Linked DNA regions of Sus scrofa: region 1 is linked to region 2. A link is a contact called in public HiChIP or PLAC-seq data. All regions are on one chromosome and are shown on one strand. The core of a region is the stretch at or near the end of the contact, and the rest is flanking DNA. Distances in the headings are between cores, read along the strand shown. Region 1 holds the start of EIF4EBP2 (eukaryotic translation initiation factor 4E-binding protein 2). Region 2 holds the start of AIFM2 (apoptosis-inducing factor 2).

Region 1 (5,368 bases), core at 2,571-5,070, 250 kb before region 2:
CCACCTCTCATCTTTCAAACCGAAGGAAGGCAATTTTGAGAAAGCTTTTCAAGACTAGGGTAAGCTGTATCCTCTGTGAGTAGAGGCCCTTAAGTTCACCGTGGTTTTTTTTTTTTTTTCTTTTGTCTTTTTGCCATTTCTTGGGCCAATTCCATGGCATATGGAGGTTCCCAGGCTAGGGGTCTAATCGGAGCTGTAGCTACCGGCCTACGCCAGAGCCACAGCAACATGGGATCCAAGCCTTGTCTGTGACCTACACCACAGCTCACAGCAACACCAGATCCTTAACCCACTGAGCAAGGCCAGGGATTGAACCCAAAACCTCATGGTTCCTAGTCAGATTCGTTAACCACTCACTGCGCCATGACAGGAACTCCCACCATGTTGTGTTCTTATGCTATGAAGGTACCTGCCCAGTCTCATCATTTAGGGCCTTCAGCACATCAACTGTTATTCTGAAATGCTCTGACATGTATATGACACTCTAGAAGATTTCCAGAAGTTTGAGACAGGAAATTCTAATTCCCTTCCTTCCTACTAAATAGAGATTTCCAGTACAAACCTACTATCACTTTTCTAAACATTTTCAAGTCTGAAATACATGTTAGCACTTGACTGTTTATAAGTTTTTTGTTTTAGAGATAAAAAGCTTTTCCACTCCTAAGCCCCACCAAGATTTTAAGACCATTCTGAGCAAAGACTGCATTTCCAACTTTGTCCCCTTTTGTGCAAAGCACTGCGCTGGGCCCTCAAAACTCATTTAAGATAGCTAACCACATTAATTCAGGTGCCTAGAGTTGACCAAACAACAACCCTGCTTCAGGGAAGGAAAATTACATTGGAGGAGGAAGGGAACTGTAACAAGAGATAAACAAATCATCAGAAAATTGGAAATTTTTGGAGTTTCCATCATGGCTCAGCAGAAATGAATCCAGCTAGGAACCATGAGGTTGCGGGTTTGATCCCTGGCCTCGCACAGTGGGTTAAGGATCTGGCATTGCTGGGAGCTGTGGTGTAGGTCACAGATGTGGTTCGGATTTGGCGTTGCTATGGCTGTGGCAAGGCCGGCGGCTACAGCTCGGATTTGATCCCTAGCCTGGGAACCTCCATATGCCACGAGTGTGACCCTAAAAAGCAATAAAATAAAATAAAATAAAATAAACTGGAAATTTTCCAAAAGGGCAATGTTAAATCATTAAGTACTGAACATCTAAGCAGCACTTAGAGTTACTTGTTATAAAACAGTGATTAAATCCAACCCCATAAATACATTCTCTAAGTCTTTGTGTTAAAAATCTACAATGTGCTCTACCAAAAAATACCAGCTTACTATAATTGATGAGGTAAGACAACAAGTATTTAAATCTGAAATAAAAAATTCTGTAGAAACTATCTGGAGATAGGTTAAATGATATTTGAGAATGCAGTGGTGACTATTCATGCAGGGAGGAAAGGTCAATGAATCAGTAATTCTGGCAGAATCTTTCCAAGCATTGAAGGAACTAATCCAGACTATGAGACAGGCTTAAAGACTATGCCCTTACTATAAAAGCATGGTGGCTTGGCTGTTTAAAACAGGCCAAAAGGGTGCCCCTGAGGTTCTTCCCTCAGGGGATTAATGATTAATATACAGCTAAAAGTTTAGTTCCTTCCTCAAATAAATAATATCTGAGTGTAGTTGTTACTATGACATATGTTCTGAAGTGCTGGAAGCACTGCATTAGAGAATTCACAAAGAATTCTGGAAGAACTTACAAATCCCTTTACGTCACCTTTGAAAACAATATCCATTTCTTAAAAGCTGTCAGTTCAAGATCGAGGCAATACTATCTGGAGCAGATTCTGGTCTGCCAAAATCTTTCACAATTGAAAGGCAAGATTTCAGTATGCTCAGAGGCTGGCCTTGAGCAGATAGATCAGGAGCCACTACACTAGAAACGTCAGTGTTTTACAAAGTTAAAATTTCCTTAAGACCCGCTTTCCATACATATTGATGAACTTCATCATGCCTGGGTCACTGAAAAGTCTTCCAAGGCAGCCACCCCACCCCTAGAGTGGCCTGGCAGGGTTCCTCCGTACAGCTCTCCCCTGGATTTTCATCCCTTGTTGGCAAGAAGATCTTATTCTACCGGCCTTGCTATTGTGCAACCGATGAAAGGATTGCCAGGCCTAAGTGCAGGGGGATTGGTTGTAGTACAACTGGTGAGTCCAGCCCACAGGAATGAAGCTAGCAATCTTGTAGACTGCAGAGGCTGCCAGCAAAGCCCCAATCCTCTAGCCAGAGGCCATCCCAACACCGTAAGGCAAAGTTAAGAAGTTAAAATGAAGCACCATTTCCTTCAAAATGTCCCTCAAAAATCACTCTCCAGTCTCCTCCCTCTGGAGAAAAGCCCAGTCAGGAGACAAGACAACCTTTGAGCTCCCTTTTCCCGTGACCAATTAATTCAACGCTCTTCACCTCTACCCCAGTGTTCTTCCCGGTAAACAGTTCCTGGTCGTACTTTGAAAAGCAATACTCAGGAACCTCGCTCTGCACGGCCCTTTCCCCAGGATCAAGCAATCCCACCGGCGAGGGTGCCCTCCTTGCCAATGCTCTCTTCAGCTTATTTCCAAAAGCGTGGCAGCTAGAACTCTACCCTCAAGGCTGCCAGTGCTCCTTTCCCTGGGCCATTACTTGAGCATTATTTTAGCATTCCTCCTCCAGCCTGGGGACTCCCCCCACCCGTGGGGCCTCGTCCAGCAGTGTAAACAATGCTGTCAAAGCAGGATAACACTGGGCGAGGCTTCCAAACTCCGCATTCCAGTCTCCTCCTGGTGTTCTAAAAGCAGCAAAACAAGTCATCGCAGGGTCCCAGGAGCGAAATCTCTCGACTTCCTTTCTAAAAACGTCCAGGAGACAGCTCCGAAATCAAGCATGAATGTGCACAAATACACAATTTGTAAGAGACAGAGGTAACGCGGAGTGAGGGAGTGAATGCAGGCCAAGTGTAGACAAATTTGCTCGGGAGAGGAGCGAAGCGGAGAAAACTGGGTCGAGTACAAAAACCTGCCACGAAGCGGGAACAAGGGCTTTTTGTCGCTACAGGAGAGCCACGTTCCCAGAGTGGGCACGCGCTGAATCGAGCTGCTGGCGAGAACGCGAAGTTAAGGTCCTCAAAAGCAGTCTCACAGGGGCTTTGGTGGGGCTGGGGGGGAGGGGCCTTGGTGGAGACGGGTGGCCGCAGCGGCCCAGCGTGGACACGCCCTGAGTTAAAGGACCGTGGCGGGAAACTGCGGGGACACCGCGGAGGCGGGCGCGGACGCGCTCGGAAGCCCGCTGCAGGCTCCGTGTGAGGGCCGCGCGGGCGGCCGGCGCTCACCTCCCGGCGTGGTGGAGAAGAGGGTCCCCCCGGGCGTGGTGCAATAGTCATGAGGTAGCTGCGCGGCGTCGCTGATGGGCACGGTGCGGGTGGGGATGGCACGGCTCTGGCTGGGCTGGTGGCCGCTGCCGGCGGACGAGGACATGGCTCTGGGCGCGGGCTCTCAGGCTTTGTCCCGCGGGCTGGCAGGCGGGCGGCGGCGGCGGCGGCGGCGGCGGCAGCTGGGGGCCCGGGCTGCTCCTGCTCTGGCGGGCGGAAGGGCGGGCGGGGCTGGACGTGCTCCGCTCGCTCCCCACTCGCTTCCTCTCGTTCCCTCGTCCCGCTCCGCTCCGCCGCCGCCCTCTCAGCCGCCGCTGCCGCCGCCGCCCGATCCTCCGGCCTCCGCCAGCAGCCTCAGCAGCAGCAGCAGCAGCAGCGGCAGCAGCGGCTACGACGACGACCGGAAGCGGGCGAAGGCGGGAGCCAGGGAGAGCCCAGTGTAGTGGGTCGACCGGACGTTACGTCACGAAGGGCGTGGGCACGATGGTGGGCGGGGTTGTGATAGGCGGGGCTTAAGGCCTGAGGGTGAAGCTCTAGCTGGGCAGAAGCAGCGCGAAATAGTGAGACGAAAGTGATCGTGGGCGCGGAAAATTGTTTTGTTTGTTTTTGAATTTTTTTGGTCAGTCAACAATACTTAAGCTGACTTCTGTTTACTATCTATCTAAACAAAAGCGTAATTTTACTTTTAATGGCTCAATATTAAATATAGGCAGTGCATGCACCGTGTACTAAAAAACAGAGCATACGTGGGTGCAGCAGCTAAACACACACCACACACACACACACACACACACACACCAAGCAATAATAGCAACTTATATCTAAGAGATTAAAACTTGAGATTTAAAGTAGAAAATGTATGAAAAAAGTTGTGATTCTGAGTAAGCCTTATAATATTTCTTTATCGCTCTTGGCTGCATTAACATTAATTAACGCTTTCTACACCAACAAACCACTGAGAACTTAAATGCGTGATAATGAAGAGGGGATTCTTTCATGTTGATACTTTGCTCTGAATACTCCAACTACATGCAAAGTTACAGCTACAGCTTTTTCAGCTCTGTAAGTGCAAGTTCAACCACATAATCACAAATAACATAGACGGCCAAGGTATCAGTCCACTACTAATTTAGCCATGTTTTCCTAACCAGAATATGCATTTGTTTTTGGTGACAGTAGTAATAAAATTATTTTTTAATTAAAAAAAATAAAAAATAAAAAACAGAGCATAGAAGTTTACGGTGCCACTGTCTTCCAGTTTCGCAATTCCTCTTGGTACCAGTTTATTGTGTATTCTTCCAGAGACAGTCCTTATATACAGATATACTGCACCATATAAACATTAATAAAAGAAAGAGTAATAGCTGCCCAAGTCACATGGATGAGTACTGTGTTAGAGATAAAAGAAACCAAAACACAGGGGAAGGTTAAGACCATGAGGTACCTGGAAAATCCAAATCTGGAACACTTTCCTCTGGGGATTCTCAAACTTTCTGATATTAAAGTTTACATTCTTAAAAATTACCGAGGGAGTTCCCTTGTGGCACAGCAGGTTAAGGGTCCAGTATTGTAACTGCAGTGCCTTGGGTTCAGTCCTTGACCCAGGAACTTCCCCATGCTTTGCGCACTGCCGGAAAAAAAAAATTATCGAGGATCCCAAAGATCTTTTGTTTGTGTGGATTATATATATTGATAACTACTGTATTAGAAATGAAAACAGAATTTTAAGTGTTTGTGAATTCATAAAATAATGTCATCACATTATGTTAGCATAACATTTTTATTTTAAAAATTATATATATATATATATTTTTTGTCTTTTTGCCATTTCTTGGGCCGCTCCAGCGGCATATGGAGGTTCCCAGGCTAGGTGTCTAATCGGAGCTGTAGCCACCGGCCTACGCCAGAGCCACAGCAACGCGTGATCTGAGCCGCATCTGCAACCTACACCACAGCTCACGGCAACGCCA
Region 2 (5,066 bases), core at 704-3,203:
TAGGGAACCAGGTGCTGGGGTCAGTGCCAGACGCCGGGGACTCAAAGTCCAGCAAAGCAAGGTCCTAGCCCCCAAAGAGCTAGTCAAAGGTGGGTGTTGCCCTAAGTGTCAGAGTTTAATCCCCACCCTATTTTCCTCTATGGGTTTCAGGAGGAAAACAAGGAGATACAAGCTATTTGGAAGTCTGCAAAACTCAGGAGAAATGAAGGGTCACTGCCCCTAGAGCATCAAAACCAACCTGTGATTCCCTGATGGGTCCCAGGGAGGTGGGTAAGGATGGACAGGGCTCGTGGGATCTCTTCACCCACACACAGGCATGGTTGCTCTTCTGTGGCCTCAAGGGCTGAGAGGAGGTGGAGACTCTCATCCCTCTGACAGTCTGTCCTCCTTCAGCCCACCTTCACAGGGCAGGGTGCCAGCTGGATAGGAAGAGAGGCAAGGATTCAAAGAACTGGAAGAGGCAGCCTGAGTTGTGTGAGCTAAGAATGAAAGCAGGGTGCTCACATCAGCTCCCCTCCCAGCTTGAGATGATTCCAGGGACCAATGTCTTCCAGGTGGAATTGATCACAATACTCCCTATGCCAGAGTATTGGATACAAGGTCTTTGACTATAGCTTTTAGAAAAGGTACAGAAATGGCTATTTCTAGCATAAACATTCATGAAAACCAAGACAGTAAAGGGCAGTATTCAGAAGAGCACTGGACTGGGAGCGAGGAAGCTGCCAGTGTACTGTGTAGCCTTGGGCAGGCTAATCTGCCCATCTAAACCAGCTGTAATAAATGGCTGCTGTGTATTCACTGCGGCTGTGTGCCAGGCACCATGCTATGGCACACTTCACCATAAATGATCTCCTTGAATCTTTGCTACAACGTTTCGGGTAGGTGCTAATATGTGCATTAAATAGAGGAAGATGGCTTATTTGTCACCAGATTGGCTCAATCCTACCTCCAGGTTGTGGCTCGCATCAGTACACAAGCACTTTCTTTCTCCCTCTTGACTTCCCTCCTACATAGCGTTAGAGCAGGAAAGGGCTGTGGGGTTTTGGAGCAGAACTAAATAGACGCAGAGAGTCTGGAGCATTGAGGTTTCAAGTGGTTTACTAACCAGAGGAGGAAAGGTTCAGGCTCTCTGCCTTTATTTACTTCTGCTCCCAAACCCCACAGCCCCTTCCCGCTATAACACCCAGTTCCCCCAATTTCGGGCAGCCCTCCTACTCCCCCCATCTTTCCACCCTTGAAGTAACTCAGACCTCACTCTTCTGCTGAAAACCCTGCGGTGGCATCTTGCTGCTCTTGGGACCACACAGTCTTCACCAGGGCCTGGAGGCTTCTGCTACCTTGCCAGGCTTGGCCGCTCTGCCTTCGACGCCTCTGCAACGCCCCTGCTCTCAGCTCGTTGTCTTGCTTCCACCTTTGCACACCCAGAGGCACAGTTGCCTTCCCTCTGCCCAGGGCCAAGTCCATCTCATCCTTGGAGAGACCCCAGCACCTTTCCTTTGCCCTGCTGTTCAAGTTTTACTTACTGCAATTAGCCATACGTGTTTTTTTCTTTCCCCAGACTCTCACCTCAAGGAAAGCAGAAGTCATGCCTGTTTTGTTCTACATTTTACAACCCCTCACCACCACCCTGCGCGCCAGCACAGTGCCAAGCATGGAGTAGGTGCTTAAGTGAGTTGGCATTTTGGTTTATACGCGCCTGAAGGCAGAAGGCTGGTGATCCGCCCGAGGTCGCACAGCTCGCGCTGCAGCTCGCCCTCTAAGGGACGGCGGCTGGAAAGGCGTCTGGCAGGGAGCCGGACGAACTTTGCGCGGAGTCCGAGGGGCCGGTAGGGCGCGGGCGAGCTCGGCCATAGGGCTCAAGTGCTTACGGTTGGGGCAGTTGGCTCTCGGGCTGGCCGAGGCGGGCGGACGACTGCAGTTCCCCGGGTGGCCGCCGGGGGCATAGCGGAGGCTGGAGGGCGGAGGCGCCGAGTCACGCCGGCCCGGGAGGGGCCTCGGCCCCGCCGGCGACAACCGGAGCAGCGGGCGGGAGCCGGAGCGGAAGCGGCGGGAGGAGGCCGGCAGGTGAGGGGGCGCGAAGGGCGGGCTCTCCCAGACCCCTGAGTCTGCAGGGCCCCCAAACACCCTGAACAGCGTCGGGGGCCGGGGCTCCCCAGTTGTGGCCCTGGGAGGAGAGGGAGGCCATCGAGAATGCGTTGTTCAGGTCTGCACCGGCCCAGGTCCCCCCAAACTCAGCGGAGAGGTTTGCTCCCCGCGAAGAAGGAGCAAACTTGTCCCCTCCGCGTCCGCCGCACAAATCCGTAAGTCTTCTCAAGTAAGACAGCTCCGCTATCACCTCCTCTCCCCTTCGGCCACCCCCCAACCCCGTAAATCCCAGGGTGTTCCGAGGGTCGCCGCTGGATGGTGGAAACTGAAGCAGGTGTCACATGGCAGGAGGGACGCCTCGGTATCTAGGAGGAAAATGTTCTGGGTTACCCTTCCAGGGTGCCCTGGAAGGTCCGCTTCTCCACGCAGCCCCAGCTTCTGCCGGGACTGAGGCGAGAGGTGGCCAAGATATCTGATGTGCCGGAGGTGATGGGGTGGGGAGCCCAGGACTCCTGAAATTCAGTCTGAGTGGCTTTTAGTGCCTGATGTTGGCTGTTTTTTTTTTTTTTTTCCTTCTTCTCCCAACAGCACCCCCTAAACACACCCTGCTTTTTCCCTCCAATTAGATTCCCTTTAATCCTTGGATGTGCCCTGAAAATGAGGAGGGGAGGGGCGCTTGGGAGCTGACAGTCCCACAGGAGGACAGGCACAGGGCAGAGGATCAGACACAGTTTGGGAAGGGGCTTCCAGGTGTCCTGGCTCTGCACCTTGAGATCAAAGGCCAACATGTAAAATACGTAAATATGTGCAATATCAAGGAGGCCTGCTTGGGTTCTTGGGTACTGCCCTAGACTCCCAGAGGCCCCCAAGGAACACTGTGTATAAGCCTGCATCTGGAGGGCCTCGGTGTCAGAGGAGAGACTGAGGTTCAGCGGGGCTGGGCCTTGGTCTGGACTACCCAGCAGTTAAGTGAGGTGCTGAGAGAGCGGTGTGCTCCAAGGCCAGCCTGCTCTTTTCATGTCTGGTGGTGAAAGGAGGAAGCCAGGGTCCAGGCACAGGCAGTGAGAGAGCAGATTCTGGGAATATTATGGGAACCACCGAGAGACTGGCTCCCAGGAGGCTGTACCAGGTTGTGGCCTAGCCTGTATAACACTCAAATGAACCTTGCTGCCTCCTCTTTAGACTTTTTTTTTTTTTTTTTTTTTCTTTTTGCTATTTCTTTGGGCCGCTCCCTTGGCATATGGAGGTTCCCAGGCTAGGGGTCGAATTGGAGCTGTAGCCACTGGCCTACGCCAGAGCCACAGCAACGCGGGATCCGAGCCGAGTCTGCACCTACACCACAGCTCACGGCAACGCCGGATCGTTAACCCACTGAGCAAGGGCAGGGACGGAACCCGCAACCTCATGGTTCTAGTCGGGTTCGTTAACCACTGTGCCACGACGGGAACTCCTCCTCTTTAGACTTTGAGTCTCTTTCAGAAATTGGTCTTTTGAGGTTTTGTTCAGCATGTGTTCCCTGGGGCGGGGGGAGTGCCCGTCTCAGTTTGGACCCGGTGTCTGGCAAGGGAGACTGTCCTGGTGCTCTGAGTCACACTCTGGAGCCTCTCAGCCAGGACCACCAGTCTGGAAGCAGTGTGGAATCCACCTTCCTTATAACCAGTGAGCACACAAAAGCCATGGGTTTGGAGTTCCCTTGGTGGCTCATTGGTAATGAACTCCACTAGTATCCATGAGGATGTGGGTTTGATCCCTGGTCCCACTCAGTGGGCTAAGGATCCGGCACTGCTGTGAGCTGTGGTGAAGGTTGCAGATGAGGCTCCGATCCTGTGTTGCTGTGGCTGTGGTGTAGGCTGGTAGCTGTAGCTCCGATTCAACCCCCAGCCTGGGAACTTCCATATGCCACTCCTTTGGCCCTAAAAATATATATTAAAAAACCCCCAAAAACAAAATTCAACCCACCTGTTTTGTCTGTAATCTCTATGAAGCAACCCTGGGTGACATCCTTGCCTTATCAGAGCCCACAGGGTTTCTGCTGTGTGTCCTCTGAGGCATGACCTCTCCACAGCTTTGGCTTCCATGTTTAATTTCCTCATTTTTTAGTAGATTCCTCAAAGCCCTTTGTATTACTAAAGAAGAATCCCCCTGGGATCAGGCTGGGTGTCTGTGGCAGAGAAAACAGGATTTACTGAGAAAATTTGAGAAGAAACCAGATTGCGTGTGTGTTGGGGTAGGGGGCAAGGGTAAAATTACTTAGGCGTCGCTGGATAGTTAGGACTTATTCTCTTGGACCTTCTTCTTTTTTTTTTTTTTTTTTGCTTTTTTGGCCACACTTGCGACACATGGAAGTTCCCAGGCCAGGGATCAATCCAAGCCAGAGCTTCAACCTATGCCGCAGCTGCAGTGATGCCGGATCCTTAACCTACTGCGCCAGGCTGGGGATCACACCCACAACACCACACAAGCAAGCCGGATCATTAACCCACTTCGCCACGGTGGGAACTCCTCTTCGATCTTGTTTTATTTTAACATTCCTGAATCTGGGCAGGTTTAGTTAAGATTCTCTGTGTTCTCTTTTTCATCTTTATGCTCTGTAAAATCAGATGGTGAGTTTGGCAGTTCTTCAGAAAGTTAAATCCAGAGTTAGCATAGGACTCAGCAATTCCATTCCTGGGTATATACTCAAGAGAATTTTTTTTTTTTTTAATGGCTGCCCCCGTGGCATGTGGACATTCCCAGGCCAGGGATTGAATTTGAGTGGTGCTGCAACCTATACCACAGCTGTGGCGACACCAGATCTTTACTCTTTGTGCTGGGCTGGGGATTGAACCCACGCCTTTGCAGTGACCCAGGCTGCTACAGTCAGATTCTAAGCCACTGCACCATGGCGGGAACTCCACTCAAGAGAATTTTTTTATCCACACAAAAAGTTGTACGCAGATAGTGGCATTACTCATATTAACCAAAAGGTGGACACAACCCAA

What was found. HiChIP or PLAC-seq counts read pairs in DNA pulled down with a chosen protein or histone mark.
Region 1: a contact with region 2 is called in an H3K27ac HiChIP or PLAC-seq map of alveolar macrophages. The contact joins the promoter of EIF4EBP2 here to the promoter of AIFM2 in region 2. A contact is called at or near these places in 1 of 47 Hi-C or Micro-C datasets (liver) and 1 of 2 datasets of contacts at active chromatin or transcription factors (alveolar macrophages).

Annotation. Positions count from the first base shown.
Region 1 is chr14:73,322,061-73,327,428 of Sscrofa11.1, reverse strand. It overlaps EIF4EBP2 (eukaryotic translation initiation factor 4E-binding protein 2), which reads right to left and starts at 3,820. Exons shown (of 5, transcript XR_002338867.1): 1 at 3,360-3,820.
Region 2 is chr14:73,071,492-73,076,557 of Sscrofa11.1, reverse strand. AIFM2 (apoptosis-inducing factor 2) reads left to right here and starts at 1,953. Exons shown (of 10, transcript XM_021073861.1): 1 at 1,953-2,064. It overlaps LOC102161997 (wiskott-Aldrich syndrome protein family member 1-like), which reads right to left and starts at 2,185. Exons shown (of 3, transcript XM_021073695.1): 1 at 2,164-2,185; 2 at 1,567-2,105; 3 at 1-419. The coding sequence starts at 2,185. The coding sequence ends at 1,687.